Linked DNA regions of Zeugodacus cucurbitae: region 1 is linked to region 2. The links are chromatin contacts, called in public Hi-C maps. All regions are on one chromosome and are shown on one strand. The core of a region is the stretch at or near the end of the contact, and the rest is flanking DNA. Distances in the headings are between cores, read along the strand shown. Region 1 holds the start of LOC105216458 (hypothetical protein). Region 2 holds the start of LOC105216457.

Evidence for each region. Hi-C and Micro-C count contacts between places; a contact is called where the count stands out from the background.
Region 1: a contact with region 2 is called in a Hi-C map of whole body, with 2.2 times the contacts expected there. The contact joins the promoter of LOC105216458 here to the promoter of LOC105216457 in region 2. A contact is called at or near these places in 2 of 2 Hi-C or Micro-C datasets (both in whole body).

What each region holds. Positions count from the first base shown.
Region 1 is chr5:30,410,410-30,418,044 of idZeuCucr1.2, forward strand. It overlaps LOC105216458 (hypothetical protein), which reads right to left and starts at 1,935. Exons shown (of 3, transcript XM_011190953.3): 1 at 1,825-1,935.
Region 2 is chr5:30,276,088-30,283,403 of idZeuCucr1.2, forward strand. LOC105216457 reads left to right here and starts at 2,023. Exons shown (of 1, transcript XM_011190949.3): 1 at 2,023-3,054. The coding sequence starts at 2,167. The coding sequence ends at 2,895.

The sequences.
Region 1 (7,635 bases), core at 685-3,184, 130 kb after region 2:
ATTTTGTTTTTGTGCATTAAGTTTTGTTGCTCGTTGTTTATTGTTTTTGTGAGTATTAGTTTCTATATGCGATTTGACGTGTGTGGGGTCAGTGTTGCGGCCAACGCACTATTATGCCATTGACTAACGGTACGGCTTGTAGAAAACGAGTGAAAAAAGAGCGGCGTCGGCGGCTACTGTGTGCCAAACCAATAATTATGGACAGGAAAAGTTGGTTTTATGGCTGTGGCCGAGCTTGTATTTCATACGGTATTACTTATTTATGTGTTTCTACTTCGCATGCATAATTTATTTGTAATTTTGTTGTAATTAATATTATATCATTTTTTTTTTGTTTTTCTGCCAAACTTCAAATGAAATTTGTAAATCGTAACCGCGTTTCGTAATTCAGGCAGTCAGTCAAACAGAAGCCACATAAAAATAATAAATACATAGGAAAATATGCACAAAAACTGCAAACCAAAACACAGAAAAAGAAACTAGAAAAACGAGCTTCGTTGAAAAATAAATAAATAGTGGCGTGAAAATTATGAAAACCGACACTTTTCGCGGCTTTGCAAACTATTAGAGCAGAAACTTATTGAATTCAATGCGATCGCGTGCAAACTGGAATGCAAAATAAAAATACAAAAAAATTAGAATCGAAAAAAAAACGAATAATAATTGGAAAGGTAACACAGCAAAACAAAAACAAAAAATAAATGAAGTAAAAATACGCTACGCATAAATTGTCTTTGATGCACTGCTGTGCTTAATTAAAATTATTAAATTGTGCTTTAAAATTTAATAAATTATTTAGTGCTCTTTTTCTTTCCTCATTTTAAATTGTTTATTTAGCTTTTATTTGTATTGCTTTGGCGCTCTTTATTGTTTGGTGTTTATTCACATTTTCCTGCACACGGAAATCAATAACTGGGTCTTACTACATAACGGCAATGCACTTGCCACATTTTTCATTACAAAAATATATATTTTCAAATATAAACTATTATGCAAATTGTTTATTTTACGCAAACACATTTCCGCCGACAATAATTGTTTTTTTAGTCACACAGATTTACATTTTGTTGCTGCAAAGATCAACGATCAACGACCAACGAACACCGTTCAAAGATCAACACCAACAACACTAATCACACTTTAATTGCCGATCAATCACTTGTTTCTGTTATCCATTTTATTTCGTTTTCTTTTTTTATTATTTTTAAGATAATTGTTTCGTTTATTTTTCACAAGTCAGTTATCTCTACAGCGATCGTGCCACATTAGTAACAGCAAACAGCGCTTTCGATTTTCAACAACTTCGTAGCGCGCTCGATTCAATAACTTGGCTAAAGCATTGATTTTGAAGCGTTGAAATAGCAACGGCTGCCACATTCACTCACTCACTAATGACGGTGATGATACAATAATAGCTGAGTGATGCCGATGAAAGTCGCCGCTATAGCTGCATTGCAGCTGCAATGATCGCTAGCTATAGCCGAAAAAGACACAGTTAGACGCGACAATGCCAAAAAATTCGTGCTCACGACTTTTCCCTTCAAAAAGCACGTTTTTCAAGCGAAATAGCTGAAATGTTGTCAAAACGTGAGGAAAAACTAATATGCATCATTATAACGGTATGTGTTTATTTCACATTGATGCACCATTAAGCATTGTCATCGACTTTTCACAGTTTTTCTTTTGTAAACAAACATTTCATTTCAATCATTTTCCACCACGCAAACACTCATATTTCCACAGAAAGTTAGCAAGGTGCAACAACGTTTTCAATTAAGTACACTAGCGCTAAATCACAGCAAGTTTGTTGCCTCGACAATTTACCTCACGAAAACAATGAACGCGTACGCTCTTCACGAACGTCCAACACCGTTTGTTCGCTGCTCCATCGAGGTTGCAGAGTTTTAAGCTGATTGTTAAATCTATTGGCATAGCTACGCTCAAATTTCGGCTGAAACTCTCCCGTTCAGATCAAAATGAACGATCTAGTGAGCGAATGAACCTGCTGATGGCAATCGGTGAGTCTGCTTTTTATGAATGAAAATGAACGCTGCAGTTTTGCATATGTATTTACTGTGTTTACCGAGTTTTTTGTTTACAATGCCTTTCGCGGCACACCTGGCACGCTCGATCAGCTGTTTCGAACCGGTAGTTTTAGTAAGTGACCGCTCGAACACCGTATATGCCTGCCTACGAGCAAACACTCGTATTTATTTCTGTTTAAGCTTAGCTTAAATATATCAACGAATGTAAGAGCACGTGGTGGTCATTCGTAATTACCGCTACACGACCGAATGCTTTTGACCGTTGCTGCTTGTTTAGCCATTCTATGGTGTAAAGAAATCTTGGATAAAATAGTAAACAAGTTTAAAGTTTTTTTTTGGTACACAAGAACTACGCGACGCTTTAAAAACGCAAGCAAGGTGGCTTGGTTTTGAAAAAGTTTTTTTTTATTATTCTTATTGTTTAAATTTTCCTTTCGTTGCCGGTATATTTTAAATATCCGGGATCTCAAATCAATTCAAATTGATACCCAAGCGGGGACAATGGGATCGAATGGGTTAATGCCAACACTTTCAAATTAATTATATTACTTTTCCTTGTGCTACCTTTGCTACCTATATTTTAGTTTAAAAAATTGGATTTTTTGTGATTAAAAGACCTGAATAAACATGGAATGAAAAGTAAGAAGTAAAGTAAGTTTGGGTGTAACCGAACTGTTAATACCCTCACAATTTCACAATTTAATTAAATTAAAATTGATTCAAACAAAACAAACAATTTGACACAAATCGTGTCGAATTTATTATATTCAAGATTATACGCTCTCTGAATTTTTATAAAAAAAGCTCACATATTTGCTATATATACGGTCTCAACGGATATTTGAAAAATCTGAGAGAGAGAGAGAGAGAGATATGAGAAGTTATATCTCGATTTTAACAATTTTTTGGCACATATTCACATTATTAATAGGAAAATATTCCCTCAGAATCTCTATAAAATATATGAGAGATTTACAAAAGTCTGATTTCGGCAAATTTTTAAATGAGCGATGCCACCTCACCAATGTAGTATTAGCGCAAAGTGTTATTCTGATATTTATGATATATGTGTGATATATGGGAAGTAGGCATGGTTGTAAATCGACTTCAGTAATTTTTATACTCTCGCAACAAAGTTGCTAGGAACAAAGTTGCTAAGAGAGTATTATAGTTTTGTTCACATAACGGTTGTTTGTAAGTCCTAAAACTAAACGAGTTAGATATAGGGTTATATATACCAAAGAGATCAGGGTGAAGAGTGGAGTTCAAATCCGAATGTCTGTCTGTCCGTCCGTCCGTCCGTCCGTCCGTCCGTCTGTGCAAGCTGTAACTTGAGTAAAAATTAAGATATCTTGATGAAACTTGGAACACTTATTTCTTGGCACCATAGGAAGGTTGCTTTCGAAAATGAGCAAAATCGGACCACTGCCACGCCCACAAAATGGCGAAAACCGAAAACACATAAAGTGCCATAACTAAGCCATTAATAAAGCTATGGCAATAAAATTTTGTATGAAGGATCGCACTATGAAGGGGCATATATGGATGTAATTTTTTTGAGGAAGTGGGCGTGGCACCACCCCCTACTAAGTTTTTTGTACATATCTCGCAAACCAATAGAGCTATATAAACCAAACTTTCTGCAGTCGTTTTTTTAGCCACTTCCCAATACAGTCCAAAAATTAAAGAAATCGGATAATAACCACGCCCACCTCCCATACAAAGGTTAGATTGAAAATTACTAAAAGTGGGTTAACTTACTAACGAAAAACGCCAGAAACACTAAATTTTACATAAGAAATGGTAGATGAAAACTGCACTCAGATTTTTTTACAAAATGGAAAATGGGCGTGGCGTCGCCCACTTATGGGTCAAAAACCATATCTCAGGAACTACTCACCGATTTCAATGAAACTTGGTTTGTAATAGTTTCCTAACCTTCCAATAATATGTTGTGAAAATTGGCCAAATCGCTTCACAACCACGCCTACTTCCTATATACCTGAACTTTGAAGACGATCTGAATCGTTTACTTTACAATATATAAAGTAAGCACTAGTGAAGATATCGGTGCAGAACTTTGCACAAATACTACGTTTATAGTGTGGCAGCCCCATTCTATAAATCTCCAAAATCGGACCATAGGTTTTCAAGGCCTCATATATCGAACACGAGGACCTCGGTGCTTCTAACCTAATATTATGGTTTCCAACTTTCAATGGACGTTATACAATATATATGACGTATATGTGGGTCAAATTGTGTATTATATAATATAAATAAAGTTAAATAAATAAATTGCGAGAGTATAAAATGTTCGGTTACACCCGAACTTAGCCCTTCCTTACTTGTTTTAATATAAGATTCTTGAGATACGGTTTTTGACTCATAAGAGGGAGATATCACGCCCATTTTTATACTAATCTGAATGCAGCCCTTCTGTGATATCTTTTTTATAAGATTTACTGGTACTAGTGATTTGTTTTAGTGAGTTAAAGCACTTTTAGTACTTTTCAAAATAAGTGGGAGTGGTTGTTATCCCATTTCACCCATTTTATTGGTGTATGATGGAATCCTAAAGATAAATGCGTCCAAAAACAAACAGGCGGACAAAAGTATTCGCCATTAGACTTAGTTACACTTTCACAGTACGCCACGCCCAGAAAATAGTCGAAATAATAAAATTGAGTGTTTTTCATAGATACTATACTTATTTTCCTTCATTTCAACATAAAATAAATTTATATATAATTTCTGACTGTTTTTTCTTCAATAATTAAGAAAAATAAGTACTAATTCATGTGTTACACTAAAAATAAATGTGTTTCCAATAATTCCCAATCAAATTATTAGCTCGTGATATTTAGCGATAATGGATAAAAAAAATAAAACTACGGTTAAGGAAAAAATATTATTAATGCTTAGAAAGAAAATAAAACAATTAAAGAAATAATTGAAATTGCTTAAAAACCTCGTACAACAATATTCACTATAATAAGATGTCCTGAAATTGATTTTCAGTTGGATAACCGCCTGAGATGCGGTAGTACCCCTTAGCGTTCCGTACGATAAAAATCACAGGTAATTAAAATTATTAAGAGTAACTTAAAACACCGACATTTGAGATCGAAGTAGTAGTAAAGACCTCTGGTATCATTTATCGTATCGTAGAGTGCAAAACTTAGCCGATTACAATGCCCGAATTTGCAGCAACAAATCCCTTATAAGCAAGGTCAGCGAAATCAAGTGACTCTCATTTGCTAAAAAACATATAAACTAGTGAAATGATCGTATGAGAATATTACTTTGTGCCAAAAATCATTTCCCAAGTTTATATGCTCTTTAGCAAATGAATGTCACTTTTATATAATCATTTTATCCATCAGAAGAGAAATCTATTGCTGCTAATTGCAGTCAGAATGAAATTATTATGGACACTTTCAAACGCCTAATGCCACACCACAACCTTTCGTAAATATTTTGATATTTTCATTAACAGCAGCTGTAGCTTTCAAAACCCTTAAAAATTACTGTCGCAATTCGTTTACTATTTTATTGGCAAAAACTGCTGTAAAAGCGATTTATCAAAAGTAAATTTGTCACAAATCTAATTTTACAGCAACAATAAGCGTTTGAGTTCCAAGTAAGCAACCAGCTGAGAGCCAATTGTTAATGACAAGCTGTCAAATTGCAAAGAAATAATGCCCAAGGTTGTTAATAGAAATGTCACGCATGCGCAGTGAAGCATATACATATGTATATAAGTGCTACAAAACACAAATTGTTAAGTGTAAAGATATCTGATGAAATAAAAATAAGTTGAAATTAATTTAATAGTAATTTAAAAGTGATGTGCAATAATTTGTAATAACTTTCACATTTTCTAATTTACAATACTTCAGTAAGTATAAGTAAGTTAATTAACACTGAAACACTTCTGGAAATTTATTTATCTGTATGTGACCTAATTTTGTTATCCTAATTGATGGAGTACCTTTTAAGTATAACATCCATTAAAAAACTGTACATTACATGGTCCCCGCAATAGATACATACCTAAATATGAACTTCTTAAGATTTCACGAATATCATGAATTGTTGTCAGTCATGCATGACACCCAATCAGATTTATCTCACTGCGGCAGTTGAGAATTTGAAGCACGAGTAGTTACAATTAATTTAATAGCTTAGCAGTCCATTTTACTTCATTGGTTCATACCTAAAATATCAACAGTTTGTACTGTATTTCTAACTATGGGGAAGAATAGCAATGGCGAAAAGAAAAATTGCTCTCACGCGGAACGAAAAAATAAAAATACACGAATAAAAAAACACGAAAGCACAGTATACAAATTAAACAAAGAAGTATTGCTGGAAGTATTGGATAAATACATTTTTTTTTTCAAAGTTGGAGTGTAAAAACGAGATGTTTTTCGAATTTAATTTTTAAAATGAAACTAATGAATGTTTCAAACACTTGAGTAAGACTAGGGAAGTTCTGTACGGAATTTATTCATTTAAGATACCATGTCATGCTATTTTCAGGAGAAGACGACCTCTGGATTTCATAAAAAATATAATTATCTTTAGTCCACGTTTGGATGAGATATGCCACAACTTGAAGGAACTATTTGAAAAATGTGTTTTCCATATCTTCAGTGGTGTTTCATTTATGTAAACATATATGACTAAACTGAAAGAATCTGATTTAAAACTATATTAAATAAGATGTAGTCGTGGCTATGGTCATAAGGATCAACAAAATTACATTTTCAGTTTTGTTTGAAATCGATCAAGTAGTTTCAGAGCTATAAGAGTTCCCTTTAAAGTGGGCGGTGCCATACCTATTGTCTAGATTTAATACCCTGTCTATCTTTGGTAGGAAGTTATTACTGAAGAAGATAATTGAAGCAGCATAAGGGTCATATCTTCTTGAGTTAAGGTACCGCTCCAATAGTCAAAGGATTTGAATAACTCAACAATGTAATAAAACTTTGTACGATTAACCCGTTACTTCATGCATTTAGTATAGGATCGCAGTTTACTCTTTTTAGGTTTTGTATTTAAAATCAAAAATTGCAAAGTAATTTCCTAACATTTTATGGAACACAGTTTTGCACAAAACCAAGTTAATAAAATTAATCAATCACCATTAAGTCCTTCTAAATATCTGGTAAACAATTGCATCAGTGTCAATTTTGTCATATTTCATTTAGATAACAATGACAATATTTTATCTACGTGGGCTCGTAAGACACCACTCGTAAGTAAAAAAATAAATAATAATAATAATTGCCAATGGCAAATGGTTTAATTACCAATATGAGTATATAGTGAATGGAAATTTGCACTTAAATAAAAGCAAAACCAATCAGATATTCAGGTAGCAGCGAAACCAACAAAGTGCTATTCTGTGAGCGTGCATACAGACTGATAATCACACGTTCACCACAAAGGCAATGTCAAGTTGCATAATACCACACTTATAGTAGCTTAAAAGTAACTTTTAATGGCTTAAAAGGCGGCGCAAAACAGTAGTTAATTGGTAATATGTTTACTTTAAAAATATCAAGAAACATTGGCAAATCAA
Region 2 (7,316 bases), core at 773-3,272:
GAGAGAGGTCTTAACTTTTCAATTGCCTACCCAGTTCAAAAAGAAACACCTGTTGGGAAGAATAAATATGCGTTGGATTTCTGGCTGACATTGATATCGGTATTAATGCTGGCTCCAAGATGGACCAAATTATCTACAACTTCAAAGTTATGGCTGTCAACAGTGACGTGTAAGTCTAGTCGCGAAAGCGCTAACTGTTAGTTTGATGATAGGAGATATGTATTTCGTGTTGTCCTCGTTTACTAACAGATTGACGGTTGCATCTTTTTTATTTAGATCTGCTGCTCGTATTTTTATACTCTCGCAACAAAAGTTGCTAAGAGAGTATTATAGTTTTGTTCACATAACAGTTGTTTGTAAGTCATAAAACTACACGAGTTGATATAGGGTTATGTATGTATATCAAAATGATCAGGGTGACGAGACGAACCAAAATCCAAAACCGAAAACACATAAAGTGTTATAACTAAGCCATAAATAAAGTTATAAATTTTGGTAAAAAAGAATCGCCCTAGTAAGGCCATATTTGAATGTAATTTTTTGGGGAAGTGGGCGTGGCCCCGCCCCCAAATCGGTTATTTGTCTATATCTCGCAAACCAATAAAGCTATATAAACCAAACTTTCTGCAGTCGGTTCTCTTACCCCACCACACACCATGAAAATAGTTGAAATCGGATAATAACCACGTCCACCTCCCATACAAAGATTAGGTTGAAAATTATTAAAAGTGCGTTAACGCACTAACAAAAAACGTCAGAAACATTGAATTTTACAGAAGAAAGAAGCTGCACTCAGATTTTTTTACAAAATGGAAAATGGACGTGGCATCGCCCACTTATGGGTCAAAAACCATATCTCAGGAACTACTCGACAGATTTCAATTCGGTATATAATACTTGTCTTACACCCTGATTTTCTTGATGTCTTACACCCTGATAACATGAGTATAAAATAGGCGAAATCGGTTCCCAATCACGACTACTTTCCATATAACTCAATTTTGAGCTCCATCTTATTCCTTCACTTTATAATATATAGTGGAATAAAACTTTACCCAAATACTGAATATGATCTTTGAAATCGATCGAAATCGGACTATAACTCTTCAACGCCCCGGATATCGAATATGAAGAACTTAGTGCCTTAGGGTAATATTTCACCGAAAATATCGGTAAATCTCTCAGATATCTTAATTTAATTCAGAGGAAATCGTTTTCTTCTAATAGTGTGTCTTTGTACCAGAAATGGTTAAAATCAGGTCATAATTACCTCAGCCTATATACTATATGTGATGATTTTCGTTTTTCTATTGGACTTTATGCCGAATATATTAAAATTGTGTGTTATCTCAATAAAAATATAGCAATAAATTGCAAGAGTATAAAATGTTCGGTTGCACGTGAACTTAGCCTTTCCTTACTTGTAATTATTACTATTAACAAACAACTACTTCTCATAAAAACTTCTCATTCGGAATATAACTTTGTACAAATAAACCATTGCAGGAGTGGCATCGCCCATTTAAAATTTGTTGAAATCGGACTATAACATTACAAGGCCCCATATATCGAACCTGAGTATCTCAGTATCTATGTTAAATTTTTTACCGGAAATATCGGCAAATCTCTCCGATATTTTATAGAAAGTTAGTTTAGATCAATAATTCAAGAAATATCCTTTAAGATAATATCTATACAACAGGTTCTTCTTTTTTATGAGTGTGACTTGGTAGATGCAGTAGTTAGTCTTAAAAAGTGCTTTATCTTTGTTAGGACCAGACAACTTCTTTGCTTATGCAAAAAGGACATCTTAAGATCAAATAATATTAAAGTTGAAAGATATGTACATTCATGTATTCATTTGTACATCGTTAAAATTAATTCCATTTGAGTCTATAAAATCCATTATTTTCCTTTTATATTTTTTCTATCAAAATATGAATTTGCAAAAATTTATAAGCTGCTTTTTGTCTCCATTAGCATGCATTGCTTACTGAACTTTACATTGAAAAAAAGTCGTTCCAACATTTCAAACTTTTAAAAATATTTCAGTACATTGTTACATTTTTTAATCAAAATTATATAAACAAAAAGCAATAGTTTGAAATAAATGAAAATTAACAAAATTTAAAATTTTAAAAGTGCACGCTCTACTCCACTATCATTATGGCTAAGAAAGGCAAAAAGGATAAGAAGGGTAAAGATGAACCAGCTGATGGTGGAAAAAAGGGCAAGAAAGGAAAAAAAGGCCGCAAAAGTGCTTTAAGTGAAGCTGCCTCCGTAGGGAAAGGAAAAAAGGGCAAGGGAAAGGACAAACGAAAGAAGAGCAAAATGTCAGTTCGTCAATCGAAAGCGGCATCGGCCATGATTCGTGCTGAACCGGAACCCATAACACCGCCACCACCACCACCGGAACCTAAATGCAATGACAAGATAAGATCTGATGATCCGTGTCGTTACACAGAGGACGCTTGCTGCAAAGGAGCTGTGGCGTGCAGACCAAACCACTATCCAGGAATTTTGGACGAACCTGAACGCATGGCGGTCGTTGGCTCGGAGAGCGGTAGTTATGAGAGTCTTTGTAAACTCGTGCGCGCGGGGATGCGCTGTGCCGATCGCGTTTTCATCATGACGCCTTGGGGCAATTATGTGATTTTTCGCGCACACGATGAGAATAACAAAATATATTTCATATATGATGGTTGTACATGCAACGTGAATCGCTTCCGGTATCTGGATTTGAATGAGGGCACCGCAGGTCTGCTTTACTTCGATTGCGTGCATTCACTCATTTCATACATGATGGAGTCCAAAAAGCAACGCATGTCATTGAAACGGATTAAACGCAGTGTGATCGATGACATCTGCAAAGAGTTTTGTGAATTTGGACACTGAACAACAAAATGAATATCATAAAACTGGCAAAAGCCTAAACTTGAAGTGCGGCCGATAATGTATATGACAGAAGATTCTGTAGCCAAACGAGAGTAATACGAAATAATTTTGGAACATGTTTAGATAAAATTTTCAGAATAAACCAATAAAAAAACTGTATTTGTGTATGTATGCTGTATTGTTTCCGGTCGCAGCCCATTAGACCAGTATAAGTCTTCGGCAAACCAGCTTTGTCTCTTGAGAGATTCATTATTTGTTTGTTCGGTAATGTAATAGATTGTTTAACACAGGCTAAACGGTATCTATCCCTTCTTTGCGAAACTCCTCCCTAATACTATGCGGGCTCACTGCGAAGAAGAGCTGATAGGCTATTGCATCGATCCCTGTCCACCTGGACAAAAAATGATTTTAATGCAGCCAAGTATGACGTAGCGCGTAGTAATCAAGTCTATATCAATTCGCACACGAATAAAGTTAAATACTATTAATCGAAAAATTTAAAGTTGAAAGTACGATTTTTTGCCACTTCCAATTAAATGATGCAGATATAATGTTGATAAATATGATTTGCGAATCCTCTTAAGCATCTTTAATCATTATTTATTTTGTGCATATTAATAGTTTGTCGAAGTTTTAAAGTGTGGACGTTTGCTACTGTGATTATGTAAACACCATATAACAAATGAAAGCCACAACGCTGAACTGATGCGCAAAGACACTTGTCACGTTGTCACACAACGCCTTAGCAACTGCCAAACGTTTGAGCCTGACAACTTGAGTGAATACATTGCTAAAAGAAGTATGAGAGCTTAAAAAATATGCATTTAAATGCAGATGCTCGCACACCGAGGCACAGCACAGTGGTTCGGCTTGTGTGAAGGCGCGGTCATAAATACTTCCCGTTGAGATATCGCTATGAAATATTCACCAAAAATCTAGAAAAACATTTTAAATATATAGACAAAAAATTGGCCGCGTCGGACTACTAGATCCTATAGCTCAGATAGCACAGTAATTGCACTTGTATGACGATGATGCGCCAAAATACTACTCATGGTCAGGCTTTGTAAAATAATTTAAGAAAGCGATAAACAAGCTGAACATGATTTGCCGTTATAGTTTCACCATCCAATCCTCACATTCAACCTATAAGAATAACATCATATAAACAAATCATGTAGGAAAAAAGCAAATTATCAACCAATTTAATACAGTTAATTTTTTCACTGCCATTCTACAGCCATTATAATTAGAACAAAAACTTATACTGTCTCCTCTAGTAGTGGGGGAACACAATTAAATCTTTATGTAAACAAATTGAATTGCACAAAAAAGGTACAAAAAAATGGGTGATATAAAACACTTATTTCACTAAAAACACAAATCACGTTAGTCTTAATTAATTTCACAAGTTAAAATAAATACCTTTAACTTCAAAACCCATTATCATTATCCATTATTAAATAATCTTGGTTCGTTAACCTGAACAATTACCAGAACTAATTGAAGTTCGTTGTTGCTGCGAAATTTTTAACAAAATTTCTAATGTGCTTTAAAAAAATATAGGTGTTTATACATTTAATTATATTTTTAGAAAGTACCGTTAGATTTTTAGGAAAACCCTGTTTGCAAATAGGAAGTTTGGACAATTTAGAGGACATCTGTAAACATTTTGCCTAGATGGATTTTTTGATTTTTGGCCTGTGCACAGTGGTGTGTTCTTAAAGAATTATTTTAAGAACTTGAAAAATTCACATCTCCACTAGATAAGTAAATTGTAAAACTGAAAAGATTTAATTATTTTCTATATTTTATCCAGTTCAAAACACGGTTCAATACCCCCAGTAGCCACTCGATACAGCGCAGTGCGTGCAGTCCCTCTTCAATTCAGCAAAGAGTGATACTTAAGCGGCTAACCGCAGATTTGTGAAAAATTTTTCACTTCATCACCATCACTCACACAAAAGTAAACGTAGCGTTTGCTGTATATATATGTTTATATAGAATGCATGTGCATTAAATACGGGTTGACAAGAGCGTGTGCTGCCTCAGTAGCCATCAGCAGCGTTTGTTTCAAGCTGTCAAATGGTTGCACTGAGTGAAGAATATTTCAGAGTTTGCAATGACAAGCTATTATTTATAATATTTGTAAGTAATATTTGAAAATAAAGCTATGTAATAGTTTATTTGTATTTATTAAGTATTTAAGTACAGTGGAACTTCCATAACTCGAACTTCTATTAGTCGAACATCTCCATAACTTGAACTTTTGAATTATCAATAGCGTTTAGAAATCAAATTTCATACAAATTTCCTTCCATAACTCAAAGAATATACATATGTTTTAATGTATTTAAATAAAACTAAATAAATAACTAAAACTGTGAGTAAATCAATATTTTACAACTTTTTGAAAAATTTATGTTTTAATGAAAGTTTCTATAAGTCGAAGGCTCTCTAACTCAAACTTTTTTTGTGGATTATGGTGTTCTACTGTTCCACTGTATTTAATATTTATTATTATTAGTATGTAGTTAGGTGGTTATAAGAGTCGATTTTTTTAAGGAGGTTTAAAGCTTCTACTACGTAAAATATTTTGTCGCAGTTCAGTGGCGAACGCAGGAAAAAAATTTGGGGGGGGGGGGAGTATTTAGGTCAAAAGACAATGTTTCATTATTTTATTCAGAAATTGAAGTCTAATCTTCTTTTAATTTGGGCCATAACATTTAAAATCTCTTCTTCCGTCACGTCTATATCTCTATGGATATTCAAGAGAGCCATTCCGTTCAGGCGTGCTTCTCCAGTTTTATTTCTTAAATATGTTTTAAGCCTGCGAAGTGAGGAAAACGAGCGTTCACTTGAAGCGACAGATATAGGGATTATTGCTCCAATCTTTAAAAAACGATGCACTGTTTTGAAAATTTTTGCATCGCAACAATTCAACGCGTCTAAAAAAGTTTTGGATCTCTTTGTTTGATTAAACCAGTTCCTGAAAATATATTCAAAATTTTAGTTAGAAAATATAATCTGAAGAAAATATTTTTAACCTTTTCCACATTCTAAATTCAGCAACGAAATCATCGGGATCTTCCACATCAGCGGTTAAGTTAAGACACTCAAGTATTTTTTTACAAATAGCATAATTTTTTTGAAATTTAAATTTATTTCACAACAGTTTGCTCATGGAACGAAAACTTAAAGTCATAATAAAAATTTTTCAAATTTTTCCTGTATTATGATTAACAATAAACTCTAAAAAAAATAATAGAAACCTTATTGGTGACTTTTCAGTTCAGAACTAATTTTCAAAAGAAGTCCATTTTCGACTCACAATTCCCCTTAAATCTAAAAAAATCCAGTTCAGCAGCCACAGAGTTATAAGGCAAAGTCCAGTTTATATTTTTCTGGGTTTTTTAATTGGCCTACATTCCCACAACTTTTTAATACTATCCAGATACAATAGGTTTGTTTTTAGTTTAACATTTTCATAGTTTCAAAAAATTAAATTCTATCAGCAGAAAAGTATCAAAATAGGCCGTTTGTGAACAAAAAAGTATCAAACCACACAATTTAGAAAAAAAAGTATCAAAAAAGATACAATTGTATCAAAACGGCAACGCTGTTAGTGACTAATGTATTCATTTATTTTACATATTCATACATCGGCAGAAAGATTGCTTTGAAAACAACAAATTACAATTGTTCAAATGTCTATGTAGCATTAAATTCTATTATTTAAAAATTCAATTATAATTCATTGAAAAGTTTTGAAACGAGTTATTTGTGAAAATAATATACATATGTATGTATTTTGCTAATTAGATTTATATGAAGTGGCTACTATCGCAGTGAATAAATCGATAAAAAATATGAAATTTATTTTTTGCTCACTAGCAAATTCCAAGATCCACAAATGAGAGATAGATTCCCAATCCAATTACTACTACTATATTTTTGATAAATTATTAAAGTATAAAAATATGTGATTTTCTGCTTTTAGGGATTTTTTAGATTTAGTTTATTATCATTTATCACATGGGACTTTGACAGTATAAGTAAAAATTTTAAGCGAAAAATATTGTATCATGAGTATCATGAGTTACAGCGTTCTGAACAACCCCGCCTCGAAAAAATGGACTCGCACTTTCTCCACGATTCTGGCTGATTGGCTATTTTTTTTGCGAATTTTCAGTAAAATTTTAGAAATTTTTTGTTTGATAATAGTCCATTTCATGGGTTTACATGTGCTGAGTGTACCCTACAAATTTCAAGTCATCCGGTCAAGCCGTTTTCTAGATACGATGGAGGGAGTTGGAAAACCACAGTTTTGAGAAAAAAGTTCCAGCTGCCAATACGGCGCTGCGAAAAATCCCTTCTTCTAACTTCTTTTTTTGAGTCCATCACATGGGATGACTTTCTTA